3 separate regions of the Mus musculus genome follow, and regions 1 and 3 are each linked to region 2. Evidence: chromatin contacts called from public HiChIP or PLAC-seq data. All regions are on one chromosome and are shown on one strand. Each heading gives the region's core, a stretch centred on a gene start, on an enhancer-like site or on the middle of the called end of the contact. The rest is flanking DNA. Distances are from core to core; before and after follow the strand shown. Region 1 overlaps Lima1 (LIM domain and actin binding 1). Region 2 overlaps Nckap5l (NCK-associated protein 5-like). Region 3 overlaps Lima1 (LIM domain and actin binding 1).

Region 1 (4,408 bases), core at 1,458-3,957, 410 kb before region 2:
TCACGAGGACACCCTTGCCCAACATGGTCATTTTTGTGACAGACACTCACTCCTCTTTGCTGTTTGTTTTTGAGCACTTTAAAAAGCTTTATTGATTCTGCTGAGAAGATCAAAATCTGGGTTTTAGTGGCAAGGAGAAAGAAAATGTGTAACTGTTTGACACAGTAGGTTCACTAGAACCTAAAGTTAAGATATTCTTGGTGCCCCTGGGGTGACAGGGTCGCAGAGCTTGCCCTGACTGAGGGAGCAACCTAATTTGGAAAGGTGATCTCAGACTGAATCCCTCTGTCCTTCTGTCCCTGGTGTGTCTTGCAGGCGGTTCTCAGGGACTTCCATATGGCTCCCTCTGTACGGTGGCAGTGTTGTGTCCCTGGCTGGCGCTCAGCTTCTCTCTAGCTGGGGAATTTCGCCCAAGCTCTCTGCTCTGTTCAGTAACCTCTCACCTTACCCCTGCCTGGTCTAACCAGTTCTCATGAGGATTTGAAACTCATTAGAACGTTGAGGGGCGGGGGGAGGTCATATTTGTTAATTCATTCATTCATTCATTCATTCATTCATTTATTGCTGGAATGTATGTACCACATACATTCTGTGTCCTTGGAGATATTGGATCCCCTAGAGTTGGAGTTATGGAGCTATACTGTTTAAGTGGTACAAACGGAGTTTGGGTCCTCTGCACAAACAACAAAAAAAAGTTCTTAACTGCTTCTGCCTGTTTTGGGGTTGTTTTGTTTTGTTTTATTTGAGACAGTTTTTCTGCATAGCCCCAGCTGGCCTGGAGCTCGACCAGGCTCACAAAGATCCATCTGCACATACCACCCCTGCCGTTGTCGGGATTGATGGTCTTAAGAGGATCTTAGAGGTCTCCTTCTCCATAGACTAGTTAACTAGCTCCTCTATATAAAGGTTATAAAGACAGGTTGCACAGATACAAAGGTGGAAGCCCTAAGCCTGTTTAGCCACAAGTGACTTACCAGGCTTCTATTGTGTGTAAGGAGATTCTGGGGTTCGAACCTAATGTCGGGTACGAGCTAAGCACACACTCTTCCACGGAGCAATGTTCTCAGCCGCTGGACTCTAGAAATTCGCATACAGTATTTCTGATCTTTACAAAACCTGCATGGGAGCGGCTTTATCTCTGATTTGTAGTTGAGAAAACCTGCTGGAGTTAACATTTGGGTTTGTCTTATCCCCCCTGGGGCGGTTATCTTAACATGTTGAACTGGTTTGGGGAGATAAATGACATTTAGTTTGTGGATTAGGAACATGGTGGGGACATTCCAGGGGAGCAGAAAATAAAGGCATGGAAATGTGACAGCCAGCCAGGCTGGAGAGGCAGCTCCGAGGCTGAGAGTACAGATTGCTTTTTATAAGACCAGACTTTGGTTCACAGCAGCCTATCAGGTGACACACAGACACCCCTGACTCTAGCACAGAGGACAGCAGGCTCCTTCTAGCCTCTCCAGGCACGCGAGCACGCACACAGTATTATCAATATTAATTGTAAATACAGAAGTGGGGCCAGCCATAAAAATGAAGGGCTGGAGAGATGGCTCAGCGGTTAAGAGCATTAACTGCTCTTCCAAGGGTCATGAGTTCAGATCCCAACAACCATCCATAATGAGATCTGACACCCTCTTCTGGTGTGTCTGAAGGCAGCTACAGTGTACTTATATATAAAATAAGTAAATAAATCTAAGAAAAGGGGCTGGAGAGATGGCTCAGCGGTTAAGAACACTGGCTGCTCTTCCAAAGGTCCTGAGTTCAAATCCCAACAACCACATGGTGGCTCACAGCCATCTGTAATGAGATCTGACGCCCTTTTCTGGTGTGTCTGAAGACAGCTACAGTGTATTTACATATAATAAATAAATAAATCTTTTTTAGAAAATCTTAAAAAAAAAATGAAGGGCTCAGCCTGGATTTCTTTCCTAGGTTTCATATTAAATGGAAACATGCTGCTAATATTACTTTAATACTCACTACATATTCCCAAAGATGGCTATAGGACTATGTTTTTGTTTGTTTGTTTGTGTGACTAAAGAGTTACTTTAAAATAAATAAATAATTAGAGCAGAGCATAGTGTGCACACTTTTAATTTCAACACTTGGGAGGCAGAGGCAGGAGGCGCTCTGTGAGTCTGAGGCCAGCCTGGACTACAGATCGAGTTCCAGGGCAGCCAGAGCTACACAGAGAAACCCTCTCTGGGGCAAGAAAGGGGATTCATCTTATAGTTATGCGTACAGAAGAGTTGTTCCTGGCAACAGAGCCTAAGTCTCAGGCTCTTTATATCTCCACACTTAGCTCTTTATAAATTTATACACTTTTAGATCTCTGCTTTGTAAACCATCGCCCCTGGCATAAGAAAGGTCCTATTAACGGCAGCTTGAAGAGCTTTGGGTTCCCTTCCCTGTGGTTTCAGCATCATATGATTCTTCTCTTGATAAAGGTTAACTGGCAGAGTTTGGTTTCCTGTTTGAATCAATATTTTTGAAGTTAAAGGGAATCTGGCCCTGTTATTTTTGAGTCGTCTTCCCTGAGGTCCTCGGAAGAGCCTCCACTGCCAGTTCTGGAGAGATGGAAGGGCTGAGCCCAGACCCTGCCCTGATGGCGGTTTTGTTTTAGGTTCTGAGTAGATTAGCACTGAGAAGAGCACCCAGCAGCTGACAGAGTTTGAAACCACACCTGCCTAACCTTTGTCCCACTCTGGCCTATAAGGAATTTGTGATTAAAGGTCGGTCACGAGGTTAGTCACATGCTGAGGAACTGGTCAGTCCGGCCCACCGATCCCTCAGCCCCCACCAGTTGTGTCCTCTTCCCCATATCATGGCTCTGGCTGAGCCAGCACCCTTTTACCACTGAATCCCCGTGCTAAAGAGGGTACGGAATTAGGGGTGTGGGGGGGGAGGGGGGCTTATTTAATAACAGCAATGAAAGAGGCTCTCAGACCTTCCTTGATGGCTTCCTCTTTTGCTTCTCTTTGACATTTTTGTGGTGAAATTGTTCTAGAAATAATAAAATAAACCTAACCTTGGGAGTTCCCGTGTTTTCTTCTTTAGGCCCAGAGTTCCTCTCTCTATCCGAAAGCACACAAGCAAGGGTCATCGCTCAGGAACTCTGTTTTCTGGCCTTAGAAATATTTCAGACACTGTGATTATCCTCCAGATAATTTTAGTGTCCTCTGTCAGCTGCCTGCCTCACAGCTGTGGGGAGTGAACAGTTGCAAGATTAGATTCCATATGTGAGGGAGAGGGGATGGGATGGTCATCTGTGGTCCCAGATGACTACCAGAACTCTGGGAAGGGAGTGGCATGAGATTTTAATTATAGAACTCTTTTTTTTTTTTGAGAGCAGGTTTTAATGTGTAGCCCAGGCTGGCCTTGGACACAGATTCTCCTGAGTACCAGAAATTGCATACAGTGCCACCACCCCACACTGGGTCTTGCTTAGAGAATGCCATTGCAAGTGGGTTTTTTTGTTTTTTGTTTTCCCCCTCAACTTGAGTCTTCAAAGTGCCCTTCCCACTTTTCCAAACAAAGTCCGAGGCCTGAATTCTGGCGCTACACTTGAGAGATGGTAAGAAAGTCCAGTGAGGAGCACGTGCCCAGCGCAGGTATGGCCATAGGTTTAATCCTGCACGCTGCAGGAAGGTTGGGTCTCTTGAGCTTCACAGCCTCTGTGGTAGCCTGTGCTACCACACAGAAGAAGGGTCAGTGAAGCCCAGAAGGTGGAGTCTAGCTTGAACCACACAGAGAAACGCCATCTTAAGGAGGAAGAGATGGATCAGTGGTTAAGGACACCAGCTGCTCTTCTAGCAGACACAGGTTCAGTTCCCAACATCCTCTTGGCAGCTGACAACCATCTGTAACTCCAGTCCAAGGGGATCTGATGCCCTCTTCTGGCCTCCTCGGACACCAGGCACCCTAAATGCCAGACAGCATTTAAAAGACAAAAGCAAGCATGATAAGTGCACACTCAGCACTTGGAGGTGGACATAGGCGGAGCCAGCCTGGCCTGCACAGCATGCTGAAGGCCATGAAACCCTATTTCATAAAACAAAACAGAAGCAAACAACCAAAGTATTTGGAATTTCAAGATTTGGACTTCTCTTAGGACAGTGAAGAAAAAGGAGCCTGTGAATATTTATTCAACCAAACTCAGCGTAAGAATAATTCACTGGCTGTGCAGTGATCGAGTCTGGCTCTCTATACTGATTTATTGGTATAATAAACAGAAGATGATTGTCACAGGGTGTGGAAACAAAAGTTCAAGGCCAGGTCTAAGTTCCAGTTTAACTGCAATCTGCTGTGTTTCTCAATTCCTACTAAGGCAGTCTCTTAAGTCCTTTTAGTGCAGTTGGAATGAAATAAATATATATATGTGTGTGTGTATATATATGTATATATG
Region 2 (4,623 bases), core at 559-3,058:
TGACTCCCCCAGAGTAAGGCTCTGCTCTACGGGACCGGGGGCTCCAGGCTGCTTTGTCCCAGCTCCCACTTCAGGCCGAGCCATCTTGCGGTGCTAGGCTTCCTGCCCGCCAGCTGTGCCACCTCTGCCCAACCTGGCTGCAACCCTGCCCCAAAGCCCCCATGGGGCTGATTTTGGAAGCCCCAGGCTTATGGAGTTTGGGGGTGAGGGGGACAAGTCGCCTTCACTCTGCCCTGGTCCTCCCTGCTGTCTGAATGGTGCTGCCTCCCTTCCCCACATCGTGGGGTCTGTTTGTCTGTCTTCATCTTTGTTTTTATATATATATATATATATAAGCGCCTGGCCCAGTCCCCACCCCTACCCGCACTGCGGTTAATTTATCTGTTGTTGAAAAGCAGCCCTGCTTCTGCAGCATCCCTAATAAAACGTGGAGGCCTCTCCCCACCGTGACTGTTGTGTGGCAGCCCCCCCTTTGTGCTTGCTGGCTTCTCTATAATCCTTCGGGTGGACTGGTGGGTAGGTCCAGGGACCCTCGGGTGCTCTAATGAGGCTCTGTGCCCTTCCCCTGGAGGAGCTGGCTAGAAGGTGACTTACAGTGACCTGTGTAGATCTGAAGCCCAGAGGATGTCACTGACCAGAGGGCACACAAGGCCATGCAGCCTTGGTGAGAAAGATGGGGAAGAGGCCTGTGATCATGCGCTCAAACCTCTCTATGCTCCAGGTTGGGGACTGGCCAGTTCGGAGCAGTCCCACTGGCTTTATATATAGACACGGGACAGTCAGTGACTACCCAGGCCGAGAGGGGAAGAGCCTGAGAGGACTACCCTCACACCGGCACACTATGCTGTCTCTCAACTCACTTCCTCGTGCTTTATAAACCATCTCTATATGACTCGGGAGCACTAGAAGCCAAGGATATTTATCACCAGAGCTGGCGTTCCTAAAAAAACCTATCACTACAAACCTTGGTTTTCCTCATCTGTATATTAGACTGAGAGGCCAGGTGGCCCCGCCCCATCAGCAGCCTGAGGCCAGGTGGCCCCGCCCCTGTTCTCCTTCACGCTCTACGCTCCGCCCACATCTGCCATCTTCCCTTAGCTGACGCCATCACTGAAGAAATTAACAAGACCAGAACAGGGTCTGACAATGCAGTTTTGTCCCTGCCCCTTCCTAGGTGTACTAACGGAAGTCTGCATCTTGGTTTCTGACCAACTCCTGACTGGTTTCTTGACCTGTTATTGCCCTAAGCCTGATGCATTACATCATTTCCTGTTAGAACTGCGTTGGCCTCCTAGATCCCATTCCTTCCTGGAAAGGAGTTTGGCATGGTGGGCTTTCATCTTCACTTCAAAGCTAAGACCAAAATCCATGTTCTCGACAGGGTCTGCTCAGTATGCTAGGAATTTGAAAATACCAGGTGCCACCTCGGTCCCTGGGTCAGAATGAGTTGACTGGAGAAATGTCCCAGGGCAGGATAGGCTGCAGGAACCATAGTGGTCCCGGGAGGCAGCCCTGCCCACCATGGTCAGCCATAGCCCACATGACAATCTCCCCCTCCCCCAACTCCTGCCTGATCCCAGTCAGCCATAGCCCACATGACAATGGCCCCCCTCCCCGGACCCAGGGCTCGGTTCCAACTGAAAGAATTTGAGGGCGGGAGCATGTGGGTTTATTGATACTCCAGGGAGCCCGGTTTCTTGGCGCTCAAGGAAAGCTTTGCTGAAAACCTCCTTGATCATGGCTGGGGCAGAACACTTGGTGTCTCGGTTTGCAACAGCTGCTTGTAAAGTTACTGTGACCTCACTCTCCTCAAGAACAATGGGCGAATGTTCATGTAAGACCTCAGCCGGGTTTCCCAAACACAGGAAGTTCAGACTGCCAGACAGCTGCCCTCCCCCAAAAGGCCAAAGCCAAAAGGCGGGAAAGAGGCGGGCTCCGCACACTGGCACCTCTCCTTTTGCAGGAAGCCCCCCGCCCCCACCCCTCCCTCCGCGACACCCACACACACAAAGAAAAAGAAAAAAAAAATAGCCTCTCTAAGGCTGCCAGGGGTTTATTTTATTTCCTTTTTTCTACTTTTCCCCCCCACAAATAGTATGTTTTGTTTCCTTTAAAAAAAAAAGTTTAAAAAAAGAAAACATGCTCTGTAGCAAACCCCAGCTCTAGATCCCCGCCCTTATTCTCTGGGGTAATTCAAGTGTATAAATAAATCTCTTAAAGCCAAAAGTTCACGGTAAGTACTTGTGGGGTCGTCTGTGATTTTAGGGAAGGGGACCAGCTGTTTTTTAAAGATTTATTTATTATTATATCTAAGTACACTGTAGCTGTCTTCAGACACACCAGAAGAGGGAGTCAGATCTCATTAGGATGGTTGTGAGCCACCATGTTGCTGGGGTTTGAACTCAGGACCTTTGGCTCGGAAGAGCAGTCAGTGCTCTTAACCACTGAGCCATCTCTCCAGCCCCGGGGACCAGCTTTTTAAAAACGTTTTAATTATTAAAGACCTACAAATCTGGGTTGATTCACAGCCCTCTGTCCAGTTTCAGGGTACGGTTCTTGCTTGTGGGAACATGAACCCTAGTTTCAAATAGCTGGCACCTACATAAAAGCCAGGCTTGAAGGTGTGTGTCTATAACCTCAGCACTTGGGGGTGGGGGAGGGGGCCAAGCCAGGTGGATATCAGGACTTGATAAGTAGCCAGTTGGGTCAAATGGTAAATCGCAGGTTCAATAATAGATTGTCATAAGAAGAAAGCAAGGCCCAGCGTGCTAGCACTTAGGAGGCAGAGGCAGGCAGATCTATGAGTTCTAGGACAGCCTGGTCTTCAGGGTGAGTTCTAGGACAGCCAGGCCTACACAAAGAAACCCTGTTTCCAAAAAAAAAAACAAAAAACAAAAACAAAAAAGAAAGAAATGGTCTTTTGGAAGCCAGGTGTGAGGTGTTGACACTTTGGCATCAGCATCTGGGAGGCAGGAGGCCAGGCCTTCCTGAGCTGCAGAATGTAGTAGCCTCAGCTACAGAAGACCCTGTTTCAAAAACAGTCAGACCCCTGTACAGACTCAGGGGTAAAAGGCCCTTGCCACCAAGCCTGACTCACTTCTCCAGGCCCACATGGTGGAAGGAGAGAGCAGACAGCCATCGGTTGTCCTCTGACTTCTGTGTGCTACGTACTTGCTCACACATAAATATATTTAATTAAAATAAAATATGTAAGTATATATGTTTTATAAGAATATATGGGGCTGGACAGATGGATGGCTCAGTGGTTAAGAGCATTGCTCTTCCAGAGGTCCTGAGTTCAATTCTCGCAGCAACCACACTGTGGCTCACAACCATCCGTAATGGGGTCTGATGTCCTCTTCTGGTTTGTGAAGACAGTGACAGTGTACTCACATAAAATAAATAATATCTAAATAAAAAATATAATATATATTTATAAGAAATATATAGAAGCCAGGCATAGTGGTGCACACTTTTAATCCCAGCACTTGGGAGGCAGAGGCAGGCAGATTTCTGAGTTCGAGGCCAGCCTGGTCTACAGAGTGAGTTCCAGGGCTGTGGTGGTCTACACCTCTAATCCCTGGTCTACCTCACAAGTTCCAGGACAGTCAGGGCTACACAGTAAGACCCTGTCCAAAAGAGAAAAGAAAGTAATGTGGTCTTAGTATTTTTAAGACTTTAGTTTGGATGCTTATTAGTTTTTTGAGACACAGTCGTGCTATGTAGCTCAGGCCTGACTCAGACTTGCCATTCCCCTGCCTCTGCTTCACCAGTGTGAGGCTCACAGGTGTGTATCACTAAGTTGTGTTTCTGAAGCGATGGCTTGTGTGAATGTTTCCAGTGTGGTATCATCTTGTCACTCTGCCACCTCAGGGGCAGCCATGTTTACAGTTTGCCCAGCAGACACTTTAAGCCTTTGATTTCATCCCTTAAGGGTAGAGGATGTGGGGGGGTCACCACAGATGGAGTTTTGGGGATACTTCCATCCCATCTTCACGGGGCTGGAGCCAGTGGAGGACGGAGGATGGGCGTCTCTGACACCAGACTTCAGAGAAAATGGGTTTTTGTGAGAGAGTATAGCAGGGGCACACACTGGTTTCAGGTCGAGAAAAGGAAAGTTGTAGGCTTAACCCAAGGGAAGCATTGCTGATGGGGGAACTGGGGTGGCGAGTGGAGGGCCAGTGGCGGTGATCTCTGGCTCCAGGGATAATACATAAGAACACTCACCCTTGACAGTGCGCCAGCACTACCTCGGGCGGCCATGTGTGTGGATACTCAGCTAATCCTCTATACAACCTCTTCATGTGGGTGATCCTGTTACCCGGGTCTGATAGGGTAGGGAGAGCCAGAACGTTTAAAACGTTAAAGCCTGTGTATAGATCAGCCGTGATTCAAGCCCAGACACGCCGGCTCCAGAGCACACTCAAAACGACACCAGATAACACTGGGGGGACTGAAGTGAGAGGACGGAGAGTTCCAAGCCAGCCACAACTACAAAGCCAGAGCAAGACCCCGCCCCACCCCACCCCGCCCCACCTACCACCAGGGCCCGAGAGCTGGGTCAGTAGTGCAGACTGAAGAGTCTCTTCCAGGAGACTCAGTAAGTCTGGTACACACGCTGGA
Region 3 (4,180 bases), core at 1,077-3,576, 380 kb before region 2:
AACCAGTGAAAGCAAAACTCATAAATGGGAACAGAAGGAGAATGTGCCCCCAGGTCCCGAGGCCTGCAGCGTCCATCAGGAAGGAAGCAAGGTAGGTCGGCACGCCGGTGTCCAGTCGCCAGGGAGGCATGTGTTCTAAATTAGGTGGTTAAAATTAGAAAGTCTGACTCTAGGCTGCAGCGTCTAGGAATTTGGTGGCAGCTGCCAGGGCAGATTGTCATTTTTGCAGGTCACATAATTTCAGTTAGGAAGCTTTGCAGTTTATAGCTGACCAAGTAATGAGTCTTCACTGGAAAATTGTTTTGCTCAGCAAATGCCCAGAAAGCAAAAAACTAAAGCCGTTTATAAAACCCTGACCAGAGATGTAATTTTTATTTTTGAAAACTTGTTTGAGATTTACTTTATTGAATGTGTATAATGGTTTGCCTGGTTGTGTGTATGTGTACCGTGTGAGTGGCTGGTGCCCTCAGAGTCAGAGGAGGAGTTACAGATGTGGGTCCGCTGCAAGAACAGCAAAGGCTTTAAACCTTCAATCCATCTCTCCAGCCCTGAGATATTATCTTTAAAGCACCCAGGTATACTTCTTAAATATATACTTAAAGCCGGGCGTGGTGGTGCACGCCTTTAATCCCAGCACTCAGGAGGCAGAGGCCGGTGGATTTCTGAGTTCAAGGCCAGCCTGGTCTACAGAGTTCCAGGACAGCAGGACAGCCAGGGCTATACAGAGAAACCCTGTCTCAAAAAACCAAAATATATATATATTTAAAGGGTTGGGTTTGTGGGTTTTTTTGTCTTTTTTTTTTTTTTTAAAGAATTATTTATTTATTTTTAAGTACATTGTAGCTGTCTTCAGACACTCCAGAAGAGGGCATCTGATCACTTTACAAGATGGTTATAAGCCACCACAAGATGGTTGTGAGCCACCGTGGGGTTGCTGGGAATTGAACTCAAGACCTCTGGAAGAACAGCCAGTGTTCCTAACCACTGAGCCATCTCTCCAGCCTGCTTGTTTTGTTTTAAATTTGTTTTCAGATCTTTGTTGCTCAGGCTTATCTTGAACTTGTACATTCCAGCAGTCCTCCTGCCTCAGCCTTTTAAATCACCGAGACTACAAGCTTTTGACATTACTCTTTAAAAAAAAATTTTTTTTTAATTATTTATTTATTGAGTGCTCTATTTGCATATACACCTGCATGCCAGAAGAGGGCATCAGATTCCATTATAGATGGTTGTAAGACCCCCATGTAGTTACTGGGGATTGAACTCAGGACCTCTGGAAGATCAGACAGTAGTACTCTTAACCGTTGAGCTATCTCTCCAGCCCTTGACAACACTCTTATTTGTTTGGTCTTGGCTTTGCTACAGTAGTGATTAACCCAAGGCAGTGCGCACACTAGGCAAGTGTTCTACTACTGAGTTACATCTCCAGGGCTCACTCGAGGCCGTTTAGAATCCTAGGCGGTTTGTTAAGAAGCATAGGAAATGCAAAGCTTAGAAACTAAAGGCCGGGCCAACCAGTCAGCTTCCCAGAGAAGGGCTGTGCAGGCAAAGCTGAGGACCTGAGTCCAATCCCCAGCACTAGCACCATGGAAGGAGAGATTCAACTCCTGCAAGAGAGATCTGACCTCCCAGTGTGTGCTGTAGTATGTCCTCACTCCACACATATAACAATTAATTAACATAATGGGGGCTAAACGAAAGGCTAAGCCAGGTACAGTAGCAAATACCAGTAACCCTAGAAGCAATGAAGGAAGCAAAGACCAGAGAAGCGTGAGTCTGTTTAAAACAGAAAAATAGCGGGGGCTGGAGAGATGGCTCAGAGGGTAAGAGCACTGACTGCTCTTCCAAAGGTCATGAGTTCAAATCCCAGCAACCACATGGTGGCTCACAACCATCCTTAATAAGATCTGATGCCCTCTTCTGGTGTGTCTGAAGACAGCTACAGTGTACTTAGATATAATAATAAAATAAATCTTTAAAAAAAAAAACAGAAAAATAGCACACAAACCTTTATTCTTATTCAGATTCTCCCTCCCTCCCTCCCCTCTTCTCTCTCTCTCTCTCTCTCTCTCTCTCTCTTTCCCTTCCTCCCTCCCCTCCCCCACTTCCTCCCCAAGCCATGTGGCCTTCATGTGCAGGAACACTATCAGGCTAGCCCTCCAGCATGTTAACTATCAAGAATCATTATGGTAGGTTCCCTGCGAGATGGTAGGGCCAAGGAGTTCAGAGCTAGCTAAACTGACTTCTTCAGGAAAATGGTGTCTGAGCCACGCCTTGAGGAATGTGCAGGAATAGGCCAAGGGTGTGGAGAAGTGGCATTTTAAAAGAAGAAGAAGAAGAATAGACACACGCAGGCATAGCTGAGTGCAGAGACCTGGACTGACCTCTTAGGAATGGCTGTTTGATTGATTTGGCATTCGCGTAAATAGTCAGGAATGAGAGACAGGCAGAAGGAAGAGGCCAGGGCAAGATCTGGAAAAGCCTTCTAGGCCGATCAGACATCGGTGGGAAGGCATGGGGACTGTTTCAGCAAATCACAATTAGAGGGACAACTTAGTTGTAGCAGGTAACAACTTTATGTAGACAGCATACTTGGCAACCATAGACTCCTCAAATCAATGTCAGACTGGGCTGGAGAGATGCCTCCATAGCTAAGAGCACTGGCTGTTCTTCAGAGGATCAGGGTTCAATTCCTAGCCCCCACATAGCAGCTCACAACTGTGTGTAACTCCAATTGCAGGGGAGCCAGCACCCTCTTCTGAACATACATAGTGCACATACATACATGCAGGCAAAGCACTCCTACATAGAAAATAAAAGGATCTTATAATAAGATAAACAATAAACTGTATAAGTGGGCTCTTCTTCTTTCTTTCTTTTTTTAAATGTTTTTGAGACAAGTTCTCTCCCTGTAGTCGTGGATGGCTTGGAATTGCTGGGTAGACTAGGCTAGCCTGAAACTTACAGAGATATGTCTGTCTCTGTCTCTTGACTGCTGAGACTAAAGGTGTAGTTCCCCATGCCTGCCTAGTGAAAGCTGTTTCTCAAATATAACCAGCAGATATGTTTGGAATTTTCCTTATAGTCTGTAAATTAAAAAAAAAAAAAAAATCCGCAGCATTGAAATGCCTCCCTGCTTTGTTACCTAAGGGGCGTCTCTGAAGAAATACTTATCTGGAAAATCATGGTCACGTGGTTTTAATTCTGTGTTTTGTGCTTAATTCCTGATTGTCCTCCTGCTGGTTTGATTTGAAATGAGAACTCTAGGCTGAACGGCAAGATCAGAACATTTTAATTACAGCCTAAAGGAGCACGGGGTGCAGTGAATCATAACTGGGAGAGTGGGTGGGGAGGGAAGGGGCAGAGAACAGATACTCTTCCCGCACGACCTGTGAGTCTGCGAACATGACTGTGTCCAAGTCTGTGGGATTTCAGAGCCTTGGTGCGCACCTCGCCACCACGTGCTAAGCAGTGCCTAAGCACAGTTTTAAACTTCGGTCTGCTGCAAAAGGACTCTGGTGCTATAGGAGCTGTTCTTTAAGAAAGCAAAACAGACACACACACACACACACACAAGTGGGAGGGGGCGATATTTATCCTTTGGGAATGGAAGACTGCCTTGGATCATCTGGAACCGCTACGTGGTTGCTGGAAATTGAGCCCAGGTCTTATGAAGGAGCAGCCAGTGCTCGTAACTGCAGAGCCACCTCTGCAGCCCCAAGGAAACTTTCTTGAAATACCATGCTTTGTCAAGCTGCTATTCTTCCTTCAAGGAGATGTCTGAGCATGGTCTCCGATACTCCTGCCTGGAAGTTTCTGAGTTCATGACCTCTGTCTGCCGGTGGGCAGTGATGTCAGCGTTACGTGTACCCCCACAGGTTCAAGGGGACCGGATTCAAGGGGAGAGAATATCCCAGGAAAGGTGTACCTACAGATTCTCAAGAGCTGAGCATCTTGTTTGGTTTTGGTTTTGGGTCACAGGGTCTCATGTAGCACAGGCTGTGTTAGCAAGGATGACCCTGAATTTCTGGCCCCTCCTCTCTCTGTGGTTTCTCAAGTGTTGAGATTACGGGCATGTGCCAACCTGCCAGCAGGAATGGCCTCTTTATAACCAAGCACGGCTTTCAGAGAAAAGTATTTCATGTCATCAAATGAAATGCTGCATGTGAGGCCATCAGTG

What was found. HiChIP or PLAC-seq counts read pairs in DNA pulled down with a chosen protein or histone mark.
Region 1: an H3K27ac HiChIP or PLAC-seq map of embryonic stem cells shows a contact between it and region 2, with 6 times the contacts expected there. The contact joins two enhancer-like sites. A contact is called at or near these places in 1 of 39 promoter capture datasets (pre-B cells) and 1 of 115 datasets of contacts at active chromatin or transcription factors (embryonic stem cells).
Region 3: an H3K27ac HiChIP or PLAC-seq map of embryonic stem cells shows a contact between it and region 2, with 7 times the contacts expected there. The contact joins two enhancer-like sites. A contact is called at or near these places in 1 of 39 promoter capture datasets (cranial neural crest), 5 of 484 Hi-C or Micro-C datasets (the G1E-ER4 cell line, cerebellum, embryonic stem cells and 1 more) and 2 of 115 datasets of contacts at active chromatin or transcription factors (embryonic stem cells and stem cell-derived neural progenitor cells).

What each region holds. Positions count from the first base shown.
Region 1 is chr15:99,833,695-99,838,102 of GRCm38.p6, reverse strand. The region is part of intron 2 of Lima1 (LIM domain and actin binding 1); the gene reads left to right. Gm17057 (a long non-coding RNA gene) reads right to left here. Exons shown (of 2, transcript XR_384452.3): 2 at 2,082-3,924. Among named protein-coding and RNA genes, the nearest start is that of Gm17057, 18 kb to the right of the region's middle. Within about 2 kb of position 2,707, at least 66 of the 459 cell types and tissues checked have an H3K27ac peak or open chromatin away from gene starts, as enhancers often do. A contact at or near this core is called in embryonic stem cells, where this site is marked.
Region 2 is chr15:99,417,861-99,422,483 of GRCm38.p6, reverse strand. It overlaps Nckap5l (NCK-associated protein 5-like), which reads left to right. Exons shown (of 13, transcript NM_001001884.1): 13 at 1-450. Among named protein-coding and RNA genes, the nearest start is that of Nckap5los, 13 kb to the left of the region's middle. RefSeq lists an enhancer at 927-2,530. Within about 2 kb of position 1,808, at least 174 of the 459 cell types and tissues checked have an H3K27ac peak or open chromatin away from gene starts, as enhancers often do. A contact at or near this core is called in embryonic stem cells and palatal mesenchyme, where this site is marked.
Region 3 is chr15:99,798,022-99,802,201 of GRCm38.p6, reverse strand. It overlaps Lima1 (LIM domain and actin binding 1), which reads left to right. Exons shown (of 11, transcript NM_001113545.1): 7 at 1-91. Among named protein-coding and RNA genes, the nearest start is that of Gm25897, 3.0 kb to the left of the region's middle. Within about 2 kb of position 2,326, at least 42 of the 459 cell types and tissues checked have an H3K27ac peak or open chromatin away from gene starts, as enhancers often do. A contact at or near this core is called in embryonic stem cells and palatal mesenchyme, where this site is marked.